Regions from separate parts of the Mus musculus genome. Here all the other regions are linked to region 1. Evidence: chromatin contacts called from public HiChIP or PLAC-seq and capture Hi-C data. All regions are on one chromosome and are shown on one strand. The core of a region is the stretch at or near the end of the contact, and the rest is flanking DNA. Distances in the headings are between cores, read along the strand shown.

Region 1 (2,692 bases), core at 90-2,589:
ATTTCCCTAAAGTCTGTAATCCCAGGACTGGGGGAAGCTGAGGCAGGAGGATGACTATAAGTTCCAAGCCAGCCTAGGGTTACATATACAGACCTTATTTCAAACAAAACCAAGATAGGTGGTGAGATAGCTCAGCAGGTAAATGTGATCACTCACTGCATCACATGAGTGCAATCCCCCAGACCCACGTGGCAAAAGGAAAGGATCAATTTCTGAACCCAGAAAGTTTTCTGACCACTACATGCCCTCCCCCTAAATACATACGGCAACAACCAAAACAAACATCAGACTAAAAACAAACAAAACAGAAAACAACAAAATCCCCCCAAAACAAAACAAAAACCAACCAATCAAACAAAAGCACCCGCCAGCCTTGTCATTTACTGGAGTATCAACGCGTTTGCTCTTAGGAAGCAGTGAAGCTTCCGAGGGCAAACACTGCTAGGTACTGCAGATCTGTGTCTGTCGGCCCCAGCTAGACCATGGATGAGGGGTACCTTATCGACTCTAACCCCAGCTCCCTCTTCTTTAATAGTGGAGGGCTGTGGCTGTGGCAGCACCCATCACTACTTATTGTGTGTGGTGTATGCATGCTGACATATGCTTGAGAGCTCGTGTGCAACTGCAGGGGCCACAGGAAGTTATTACTCCCAGCTTCATTCCCCAGAGCCAGGGTCCGTCTCTGAACTTGAAGGTAGACTAGGCTGGCGGCTAGGGTCTCTGATCCCACATGTTGGTTGTGTCCCTGTCTCCCTGCTGGGGATTCGAGCGGTTTCTCAAGGTTGCAAAAGCTCTCTTACCCCTGTGTCATCTCCCCAGCCCATGGACAGCACCTAATTGCTCCGATCACCAGGATCCATTCTGCTATTCCGGACAACGTGAAGGAACTAGACGGTTAACCCAGAGTCACATCACCGGGGGGGGGGGGGGGGGGGTTTCAGGACTGGAGAGGTGGCCTGCGCCCCCACCCACCCCCACCCCCCGGCTCAGGGCTGGGCTTCCCGCGCATCCAGTCCCAGGTCTTGTCCTGATTTCCCGGCTGAAAATCCTCACCGTGGAAGGCTGAACCGAGCCGCGAACACATGAGGAGCCCCGGTTCCCGCCTCAGACCTGCAACTAACGACAGCTTGCTCGCGCCTAACTACATTTCCCAGAGTTTTCAGCGGCAAGCCGTTAGCGGGGCTCGCGACAGAAAATTCATTGGCGCCGAGGTGGTGGTGGCCGGTGACCAGCAAGGTGAATACGCAGATCTGTCGCTAACCCTCACACCTTTCACCCTGTCTACGCGCTCGCCACCACCTGATGCTCACTTCTGGTGTGGGAGGAGGCAGAGCAAGACAAGCCGTTGCCTGGAAAGGAACCAGAACTACAACTCCCAGAATGCTTCGGCATGGACAGCCTCCTGCTTCTCCGAGTAGCCCTAGAAACCGTTGTAGTTGCCACAGAGACTATTCTCAGATTATTTGGGCTCTGCAAGCCAGCGAGCGAAGGAGCAGAAGCCAGATTAGGGGAACGATAAAGGACAAAAGACGATATTTGACTTAAACAATGCTGACGAATACATTGCCATTTTTTCTTCCCACGGATGATCAGGGCCAGAGCAAAGGGCGAACAGCCTTCTAGGAAATGCAGAGAAGCTGCCACAGGAGCTATGGGAAACGTAGTCCATTGATTACTAGCCACGCCTTTAAGGAGAATTCAAACACAGTATTTGCCTTATAAGTACTTAAATAGTATTTAGAAAGTCCCTTTTTTATATTTACCCTCGGAGCCGTTTCAGACACTGCATATCCTAAGTGGAGCTTGTACCTGGCTAGCCTGTCTTCAGCCATCTTCCTTTAAGGTTTGTTGTACACAAAAGTAGACCAAAGGAACCTGTGGCTATTACGATTAATACATACTTCATAAATGTGATGGTTTGTATATTCTTGGGCCAGGGAGTGGCACCATTTGGAGGTGTGACCTGGTTGGAGTAGGTGTGCCTCTGTGGGTGTGAGTTTAAGATTCTCACCCTAGTTGCCTAGGAGTCAGTCTTCCACTAGCCGCCTTTGGATGAAGACATAGAACTCTCAGCTCCTCCTGCACCATGCCTGCCTGGATACTGCCATGCTCCCACCTTGATAATGGACTGAACCTCTGAACCTGTAAGCCAGCCCCAATTAAATGTTTTTATAAGACTTGCCTTGGTCATGGTGTCTGTTCACAGCAGTAAAACCATAACTAAGACAATAACCTATACGGTAGGAAGAAATCTTGAAAACTACTAACGGCTTGTTCTGAGTTAACCTTCAAACTAAATGTTCACTCCAGGACACAATAGGAATGAAAGGCCTGGGTATGAATCTTTCTCTTGCTACACACTGAGAGACGGTAACTAAGGAGACTGGGATCCCAAGAGACAGTGCCAACCACCTGACCAGAGGGTTTGGATAACGATGGCCTTTGTTCTATAATCTGACCAAAACTCTGATAAGACTATAGATGTAGAAGACGGAGCTCATTTTGATTTTCACAGGCTGAGTATCTGGAATCCTGAAGTGGACCTGGGCCACACTGAGGCTTTGGAAACAAGAGGCATGCTTTCAAAGGCTGTATAAAGAGCAACAGAGAGGCCTGCAGCTCTGTGGGTAGACACCTGGCTAACAGGAAGCCCATCTGGCTCCCATCTGTAGCATCACATAAACTGGGCATG
Region 2 (2,692 bases), core at 141-2,640, 430 kb before region 1:
TGAAAAGAGATTAGGGAGGCAGGAAAGGGGGTTATGAGTCCTGTGCAGCCCCAAGAGGGACTGTGGAGTTAGGGGCTCACAGATCTGAAGAGGCATTTGGAGAGGAATACAGAAGGAAAAAAAAAAAAAAAACCAGAAATCTGAGGCGGGCTAGGAGGCGGCCAGCTGGGGTGAATTAGGGCGACACAGGCCGGTGTTAGGCAGTTTCTGCGGGCTTGCATGGCTGGAAGAAAGCCTCAGCCTTGGGAAAAGTTGAGGTCTAAATGGCATGTAAAAGGTTGGGGTACAGCCTTGAGAAAAACAAGAAAAGAGTCTGCACGAGGTCAGTAGCCTGGCCAGCCATTTGGGAGTTGGAGAGTGGGGCTGCAGATGGGGCCATCCTGACTGGGGTGTGGAGTCCAGGTGTGAATGAACGCTAGGGAACCAGAGGTGGGGGTCGCTTTACGGCCTAGCTGGGGTCTGCCTCGCCTGCAAGTGCCCCTTCAGGAACTTTCCCCTGGAGTTTAGCCAGAGGTGGAGAGAGGATAAAAACTTTGGGGGATAGTTTTGAACATTAGGGTGGACAGGAAAAGGAAGGCTGTCATGGGCCTTTGGCATCAGGACTGAGAATTTAGAAGGCTGGGTAAGGGAAGGTCCCGGGTCTGAGCTCTCGACTCCATCTCTTTCCCAAACAAAAGAAAAACCCCACTCCCCGCCAGGCCGCCTCCTCCCCGCCCCCTCCCGTTCTAGTGCTATTGGTCCGAAGTGTTTAAGGGGTACCGGAGTTGGGATAGGGAGAGACCAGCTTTTGCACTCTGAGGCACAACTTTGGGGGACCCCAAGAACAGGGGGCACCCCAAGAAAACTCACCTTCTAAAGCAGTGGCGAGGGAAGCCCAGCACAGCAGCGCTCGGAGCTCCATGGCGCCGCCTCACTTTGGCTGAATGCGATCCGAGTTTGGGGGGCCCTGGCCCCCCCAGGTCTGACCCTCCCCTGGGCGGGTGCACACCGACTCTGCTGCTGGGACTTTCCGTCGAGGGCCTCTCAACGATGGCCCATGCGGGCGCGCCAGGCACCCGCGCTCAGGTGCGGCCCCCACGTCCCCGCCGCAGCGCGCGCGCGCGGGGAGGCCAGCCTTGAGGGGGGACGTCCTGGCAGTGGCCGTCGCTGGGCGGGCGGAGATCGGGACGTGGCTGAGAGTTAGGGGTCCCTTCGGGGCTTCGGGGGTCCCGCCCTGGCTGGCTGGGGTGGGCCGATTGCTCGCGGTCTCTCTCGCTCCCTGGAGTGGTTGGTGGATGTCGCGCCGCCGGGGTTAGTGCGCCGGTCGCGGTCAAGGAAGGTGGAAACCAAAGTGGGAACCGAGCAGGAGGGAGGGAAACAGGCTGGGCCAGGGCTGGGCCGAGTCGAGACTGAGTCGGGCGGCGCCTGGCCTAGGAGGGAGGGGCGCATAGGAGGCGGAGACAGTCCCATGTCAGAGTTTCCCCCCGCCCCATCTCCCAACACCCTGGAGCCCGGGTTTCTCTGGGAGGGGGGGGTGCACGGGGAGCTGATTGGCTCCTATGCTGCTGAATAATTCATGAGAGGGGGGGCCGCCCGAACTGAGCCTGTCGGGAAGTTAGGAGAAAGTTTGCAAGAGGGGGAGGGGCGGCATGTGTGGAACTTAGGGACTGTCCAGGGGTGCTGGGTGTCCCATGCCTACTACCCCTGATTGTGCATGTTGGGGCAGTAGCCCAGGAATCCTCAGGACTGACCTGAACCTACCAGGCCTCACAGATGTGTGCGTAAATGTGAATGCCCCCACACAAAGCCTGCTTTGACCTTGCAGCGGGACCTGAGATTCCACATCTGGATGCGCCCCCTGCCACCTAGTTGGAGCAGGGGATTGCATTTGGGAGGAGAAGGTTAAAACTTTGCATTTGGGTATGGAGAGCTTCCCAACAGACCTCCGTTCCTCAAGCAATAATCCCAGCTTGTCTATCTCCGGAGAGAGCGCTCACACAATCAGTGCGTGCTCGTTAAGTCCTGGAGATCCACTGAGCGCGCAGCCTAACGCTGGAGAAAGTGGTTTGAAACCCAAAGTATAGAAAATGTAAATAAAAGGCAGGCGTGTCAGAGAGGGTGAGGGATCTCCGTAACACCTCATTTCATTTTTTTAAAGGAGGGGGACACTTCCCCGCCGCCTGCAGCCTTGACCTCCAAGGCGGGGGTAGGGACCGTTGTGGCTCTTTCCTGAGGCTGTTTCCTGTCTGGCTCCTGGGGGCCCTCGGGATGGCTGGGAGGGCCCTTCCTCTCATTTGCTAGCACCCCCTCTCATCCATCAGTTTGAGGGGAGGGTCCAGGAAAGACGGCCTCCTATCTACATCAGGGCACTGTGAGTGTGGGGCACGGGATGGTTGGATGAGAGAGGTGCTGTTCCCGAAGTCGGTCCTTTAAGGGCTGCGGTAAGGAGACTTTAATTTAAGGTAATTAGTACAGGGTCTGGAAACTCTGAGGTAGGAGTCTGGGGCACCTGGGAGTCTGCCAAATACCCTAAGGGCGCACACACACACCCCAGCGGGCGCGGGAGACCGGTGATGACCTCTTGTCCGCCTGCGCGCACACACACACCAGCGGGCGCGGGAGACCCGTGATGGCCTTTTGTCCCCGTGCACTTATCTTCCTGGCGCAAGTAGTGCTCCCCACCCCCTGCCCTTCCTCACAGCCCTGCCTGGGT
Region 3 (2,692 bases), core at 102-2,601, 390 kb before region 1:
TTGCTTCCCTCCTCTTCCTCCTCTACTTCTTTCTTGAGACGGGGCCTTCTTTCTCTGTGTAGCCCTGCCTGGCTGGCCTGGAACTCCCTTTGTAGACTAGGTTGGCCTCCAACTCAGAGATCTGCCTGCCTCTGCCACCAGAGTGCTGGGATTAGAGGTGAGCGCCACCATGCTCCCATCTTCTTGAATTACGTGTGTATGAGCTGGTTGCAAGACTTAAATCCCAGTACTCAGGAGGCAGAGACAGGAAGATCTCTCAGTCTGAGGCCAACCTAGTCTACAAGGGGAGTTCCAGGCCAGCCATGGGGTACACAGAAACCTTGTTTTGGAACAAAATGATGAGTATATGTATCTGTGTATCAGTGTGTGGGTGTGTGTGCATCTGAGTGCAGTGCCCTTGCAGACCAGAAGAGGTGTCAGTTCCCTAGGCACTGGAGTTAACAGTCTGTGAGCAGCCAGCCACATGGGAGCTGGGACTCCAACTCTGATTTTCTGCAAGACCAGGAAGTGCTCTTACACACTGGACCGGCCTCTTTGGAAAATGTTTTTGAGAAAGGGTTTTAGAAAATTGTCAAGGCTGGCTTTGAACTCATTTTGCAACCCCTGAATTTGATTCTGCTTTGACTTACTGAGTAACTCGGGTTACGCCTGTGCCAACGTAACTGTCTGCTAAGTTTTTAAAATGCCCCCTTGTAAATACACCTTATTAGATGCTGGGATTTTTCATTCTTTTCTGGGAGCAAGACAGTGGCATGCTCCCTTGTTTAGCTTAGTATTCTATTCATGGAAAAGGGCTTACTGTTATCTTAGGGATTTCAACTGGAAACTAGTGGATCCTGGTGGTTGTTTCCAGACTGCAATGTAAAGACTCCCATTAAAGAACTGGGCATTAAGATCGAGGTTTACACTTTTGCATGAGTATTAGGCTCCTCTGTCCAAGACAAGCAGGAAGAACGCATTTTATAAGTAGCACATACTGTATTTTTTTGCAGGAGAAAATGGTGGGAGGAGATGCCTCTAAAATGGTTGCTTCTATGAATTATTCCCTAGACATCCATCGTCCCCAAACCCCTCGATAGCAAATCCGCCCTTGAGGAGGTCAAGAGGTGCCCCAGCCCAGGGCTATTGCAAAGCAACCTTTGGATGCAAACTAGCTCCTACCCAGGATACCTTACGGGAGTGACACTTAACTTCTCCAGTGCCCTCCTTTTCAAGTAGGCACGAGCACGTTCAGAAGGCCTGGCTTGGCCCAGCTCAACTTCCGTAGCTCCGAGAAGCTGGGGCGATTTTGTCGCAAAACCACGCGAGACTTCCGCGTCTCCACCCTCTTCCCGTCATTCTTTTAATCTCGGAGTTTTAGTTTGGTCCGGGGGTCTTGTTTTGTAGTTGGAGGCCGAGCTCCGGGAGTGACGTAGGACGCGCGCGCGCCTCCTTGCCCCCCCCCCCCCCCCGCGGTCCCGCTCTTCTCTTCCCCTTCGTCTCCGGGCTGAGAATCCCAGCGTCTCCTTCCAACCCTCTTTGTGGTCCATTGTCGCTCGTTCCGGTCCGCCCGGAAAACAAGCCCGCCGGCGCGCGCTTCCAACGGCCCCGACCGCTGCCAGGTGGGGGAGGGGAAGGAAAGGCCCGGGCGGCGGGATTGCGAGGAGAGGACCGTGCCCGGGGGCTTCGGGGGTGGACGAGGGGGAATCCGTGGGGACAGTGAAACTGTCGGAGCGATCGCCCTGCCCGGGATGGCAGGCCGGCCTCGGCGGGAGGGAGGCGGGCGTGCTGTCCCCGGGGGATTGTCCCTCCTCTGGTCCTTGTTCATCATCACCGTGTCTACCCGCCGCCGGGCCCCAGGCCTCCTCTGACAGCACCATGGGTGACAGTGATGATGAATACGACCGAAGACGCAGGGACAAATTTCGAAGAGAGCGCAGCGATTATGACCGTTCCCGGGAAAGGGATGAAAGACGGCGAGGGGACGATTGGAATGACCGGTGAGACAGTATTAACGTCCATACCCCGCCCCGTACAACCCTTCCGCGCCACAATTTTTCTTTTCGTTTCCTTTTTTGTCTTTACCTTACAAAATCTTATTAGGATGCAGTTTACCGTTGAGCCATTTCTGTAGTTTCAGTCTATTCACCGTTGGCTCAGATTTTGAGCTTTTAACCAAAGTGACGGTCAGTATTAGTGCTGGACAGGAGCTCCGCACAGCTGGTTGGACTGCATCTTCCGTGCAGGCTACATAGGGAGACACAATCTCAAATCCAAATATTAAGAAAGCACAAACTGACCAAAGTGAGATTGGCCCGAAACTCTTTAGGTAGCTCAAGATGACATTAAACTTCTGAATTAAGGAAGTATTCTACCACATCCTGTTTAAGAGTTTTTTGAAAGGATTTTTAAAACAGGTAATTGAGATAAGAAATGTGCAAGTGCATTTCTTCTTTTATATAATAAAACGTTCATGGGGGTTTGCTTACATTATGTCTATGCACCTCATTCGTTCCTGGTGCCCGAGGAGGCCAACAGAAGGCTTTAGATCCTCTGGGAAATGGGCAGGAAAGATGGTTGTGAATTGCTTTGTGGGTGCTGGGACTCAAAGCCTAGTCCTCCGCAAGAGGAGCCAACCAAGAGTGGTTAAAAGGAGTGCATTTAACTACTGAGCCAGCTCTCTACCTCTCTTCCTTTTTAAATCCAGAGGTGA
Region 4 (2,692 bases), core at 111-2,610, 370 kb before region 1:
TTGCAAGTTATAAGAAAGCACAGCCCAAGCCTCTCCTGGGTTAGCCAAAGCCTTCTGGGGAGTGGGTTGGGCATTCAAGGTATCGGGAGTCCCAGGTTCTGAAGGCATCTTGGAATCTTGTCCAGTCGACACCTTGCCCCACCCTGCTCCGCCTCTCTTCTTTCTGGTACGGCCGGTTGGTACCCGTTTGCTTTACATCAACCGCACCCCTCTCGCCTGACTCCAGCCAACTGTCTCACTCGCCCCTTGTGGGGCTCACCAGAACTCAAGCCCCTATTGCATCCCCATATTGCAATGCCCTCCACTGCCAACCGGGAGCAGTAGAGACCAAGAAGAGGCCAGAGCTCCCCGCCCGAGCCTTGGTGTGGGGGTATCTGGAGAATCGTGAGCATCGCAGAGGGGGTTGAAGGGCGAGCCAGGACGTCTGTGTTCCGGGAGCTCCGGAGATCCCCGTAGCAAAGGCAGGGGCGCTATTTTGGGGGCAACAGCTGCTGTAGTTCCGGCGTCTCCAGCCAAGAGATCAAAATTCCCCGGGTCGGAACTACCCCCTCCGGGTGTTCACCCATCACCCAGCCAGTTCTGGTCGCCTGGATCTGGGGATAGTGGCGTTGTTGGAGATTAACCAGGAAACCCGAGTGGGGCTAATTATAACTCGGGGCTTCCGCTGAGCCTCCTTTTAGAGGGAGGGTGGGAGGGTGAGAGGGAGGGAGGGAGGGAGGGAGGGAAAGAGAGAGACAGAGACACATAGAGAGAGACAGAGTCAGAGAGAGAGAGAGAGAGAGAGAGAGAGAGAGAGAGAGAGAGAGAGAGCGCAGGAGGGGTCCTGGAGCTGGCAAGGGGCTCAGCTGGGTAGGGACGTTGGGGTCGCGGCCCTCGGGATGGGGGGTGGTGCATTCGGGATGTCAGTAACCTGCGCAGTTTGGGCTCCGCCCCAAACAGGGGGCGTCTTCCAGTGTCCCCAGACTTTGAAGAGAGTGGGGAAGGGGCCTTCAGGGGGTCCCTGCAGGAAGGGAGCGCAGAGGCAGCGGCCGGCCCAGCGAGCATCATCAGTAAGTATGCAGCGGCTAGCGGGAGTTTCAGAGGAGTGCGAGGCAGTGGAGGGGCCCCTCTAGGCAGGCCCCACGGGGCAGGAGGTGCAGTAGGAGCTCTGTTGGGGGGCTTCGATCGTTCCAGGATCGCACGTTTCCCCCGGGATGCGGATTGGTCCCGACTCGGTGGAGGGTCCTGGGTGGGTTGGGAGACTCACCTGAGGCGGCCAAGCCGGGCCGGGTCGGGCCGCGCCGGGAGCTGGAGGCGGCCAATGTTCCCCGGCGCAGGCTGAGCCGACAGTGACAGCCGCCTCCGGCCCCCCGCACACACCCCTCCGGGCCGCACGGCGCCCCCGCCCGCCCACTGTCTCCGCCCCCGCCCCTCCCCGCTCCCCCGGGCTGCCACCTCCCCTCCTCCCTCCCTTCAAGCCCCGAGACCCCGGGGAGCGGGAGCCCAGACACACTCCAGTGGTAGATTCAGACAGACCGACAGACCCGCAGACCCGCAGCGGCGGGGCAGACACCCACGTGACAGACGGACCGCAGCCTGCGGAGACACCAGACACCGTTCACGCAGGCGACAGTCTCCTGCGGTGACAAGTCACAGACAGACCGGTCGCCTTTCACGGACGGAAGGACACACTGACAGCTCTAATCCAGAAAGATCAGAGGCCTAATATTTGGCATCTGTAACCAGGACAAAGCTTGGGGCAGGGTAATAAGAGAAGAGACACGAGAAAGCCTGACTGAGGACCCCCTTCAGCTGACACTGGTAGAAAAGATGACGTGGGACATCTCTGTGGAGACGAAAGAACACCTGTAGGAACAAATAACAGAAACACAGGCTCTCCCTTATAGGAAAAGACCCCTGTGGGCAAGAAGAGGTGACACGGGGACAGCTGAGAAGCCAGACCACATAGTGGCAAGCAGAAGGCTGTGGGGAGATGCTACAATGCACTCTGCTGCAGCTCTGGAAACTTCCGGAACCCCCGAGGGTGGGCTTGAGCTAATTCCCCTGACCGGTGACCTCCGGCTGTCATCACAAGGGTCCGGCTGGTCCATGACATCACCGGGCCAAGCTTTCATTGGTTGTTGTGGCTAGCAGGTGGGAGCGGCCTACACTTGGAGCCCCCAGCCTGTTTGGGAGTCCCTTAGACCACACGCCCAGCCTTCTAGGGAGTCTCCCACCTAGCTGCACCTTAGTGACTGTGGGAAGTGTGCAGTTTTGTGCCCACGCGAGATCACTACATGAAAGAGACAACTGGCTCACGGGGTGGGTGGGGGCATCTGGCTCTGGAGCCTGCGGGCCGCTGCTGCGTGGGCGACTGGCCTGCACGCGAGAGCGTGGGGACGTGCGTGCGCGCACGCGATATGGGGCGCTGCGTGGATCTATGGGGGGTAGGGGGACACGTGCACGCATGCTCGCTGTGGACGCCGGGAGCTTTCCCTCGAGCCCCAGACACTCATCACTCATCAGTCACTTCCTCCGAGCAAGGGGCAAAGGCGCGCTGTCTTGCAAAAGGCTGGTCCCCAGAAGATACCAGCGCAGAGTCCAACCTCTCCCAGATATGCGATTTTCATCTCTCCAAACTGCGACATCCCCCCCGCCCCCCCCCCCCGCCCTCCAACCCTCCTGTCCCTGGAGAACCTGGCCACTGCATGCC

The links. HiChIP or PLAC-seq counts read pairs in DNA pulled down with a chosen protein or histone mark. Capture Hi-C pulls out chosen DNA fragments and counts their contacts.
Region 2: an H3K4me3 HiChIP or PLAC-seq map of embryonic stem cells shows a contact between it and region 1, with 10 read pairs. The contact joins the promoter of Ephb4 here to the promoter of 4933404O12Rik in region 1. A contact is called at or near these places in 4 of 39 promoter capture datasets (embryonic stem cells, hippocampal neurons, liver and 1 more) and 3 of 115 datasets of contacts at active chromatin or transcription factors (bone marrow-derived macrophages, embryonic stem cells and pancreatic cancer cells).
Region 3: an H3K4me3 HiChIP or PLAC-seq map of bone marrow-derived macrophages shows a contact between it and region 1, with 5 times the contacts expected there. The contact joins the promoter of Srrt here to the promoter of 4933404O12Rik in region 1. A contact is called at or near these places in 13 of 39 promoter capture datasets (the 3T3-L1 cell line, the C10 cell line, the HPC-7 cell line and 8 more), 7 of 484 Hi-C or Micro-C datasets (embryonic stem cells, olfactory sensory neurons, peritoneal macrophages and 1 more), 20 of 115 datasets of contacts at active chromatin or transcription factors (the NIH/3T3 cell line, astrocytes, bone marrow-derived macrophages and 14 more) and 5 of 9 other capture datasets (adipose tissue, embryonic stem cells, liver and 2 more).
Region 4: a contact with region 1 is called in a capture Hi-C map of embryonic stem cells, with 5 times the contacts expected there. The contact joins the promoter of Ache here to the promoter of 4933404O12Rik in region 1. A contact is called at or near these places in 21 of 39 promoter capture datasets (the 3T3-L1 cell line, 3T3-L1-derived adipocytes, the C10 cell line and 12 more), 3 of 15 datasets of contacts at CTCF or cohesin (the NIH/3T3 cell line, embryonic stem cells and stem cell-derived epiblast-like cells), 38 of 484 Hi-C or Micro-C datasets (B cells, the Ba/F3 cell line, the G1E-ER4 cell line and 21 more), 25 of 115 datasets of contacts at active chromatin or transcription factors (the NIH/3T3 cell line, SST interneurons, astrocytes and 15 more) and 5 of 9 other capture datasets (adipose tissue, embryonic stem cells, liver and 2 more).

Annotation. Positions count from the first base shown.
Region 1 is chr5:136,917,793-136,920,484 of GRCm38.p6, reverse strand. 4933404O12Rik (RIKEN cDNA 4933404O12 gene) reads right to left here and starts at 1,339. Exons shown (of 4, transcript NR_015555.1): 1 at 1,054-1,339.
Region 2 is chr5:137,348,807-137,351,498 of GRCm38.p6, reverse strand. Ephb4 (Eph receptor B4) reads right to left here and starts at 1,390. Exons shown (of 17, transcript NM_010144.6): 1 at 850-1,390. The coding sequence starts at 901. Gm52791 (a long non-coding RNA gene) reads left to right here and starts at 1,447. Exons shown (of 3, transcript XR_003955817.1): 1 at 1,447-2,420.
Region 3 is chr5:137,306,333-137,309,024 of GRCm38.p6, reverse strand. It overlaps Srrt (serrate RNA effector molecule homolog (Arabidopsis)), which reads left to right and starts at 1,351. Exons shown (of 20, transcript NM_031405.2): 1 at 1,351-1,601; 2 at 1,840-1,979. The coding sequence starts at 1,858. It also overlaps the pseudogene Gm43013.
Region 4 is chr5:137,286,922-137,289,613 of GRCm38.p6, reverse strand. Ache (acetylcholinesterase) reads right to left here and starts at 1,360. Exons shown (of 5, transcript NM_009599.4): 1 at 1,247-1,360. It overlaps Gm42456 (a long non-coding RNA gene), which reads left to right and starts at 970. Exons shown (of 4, transcript XR_003955815.1): 1 at 970-1,049.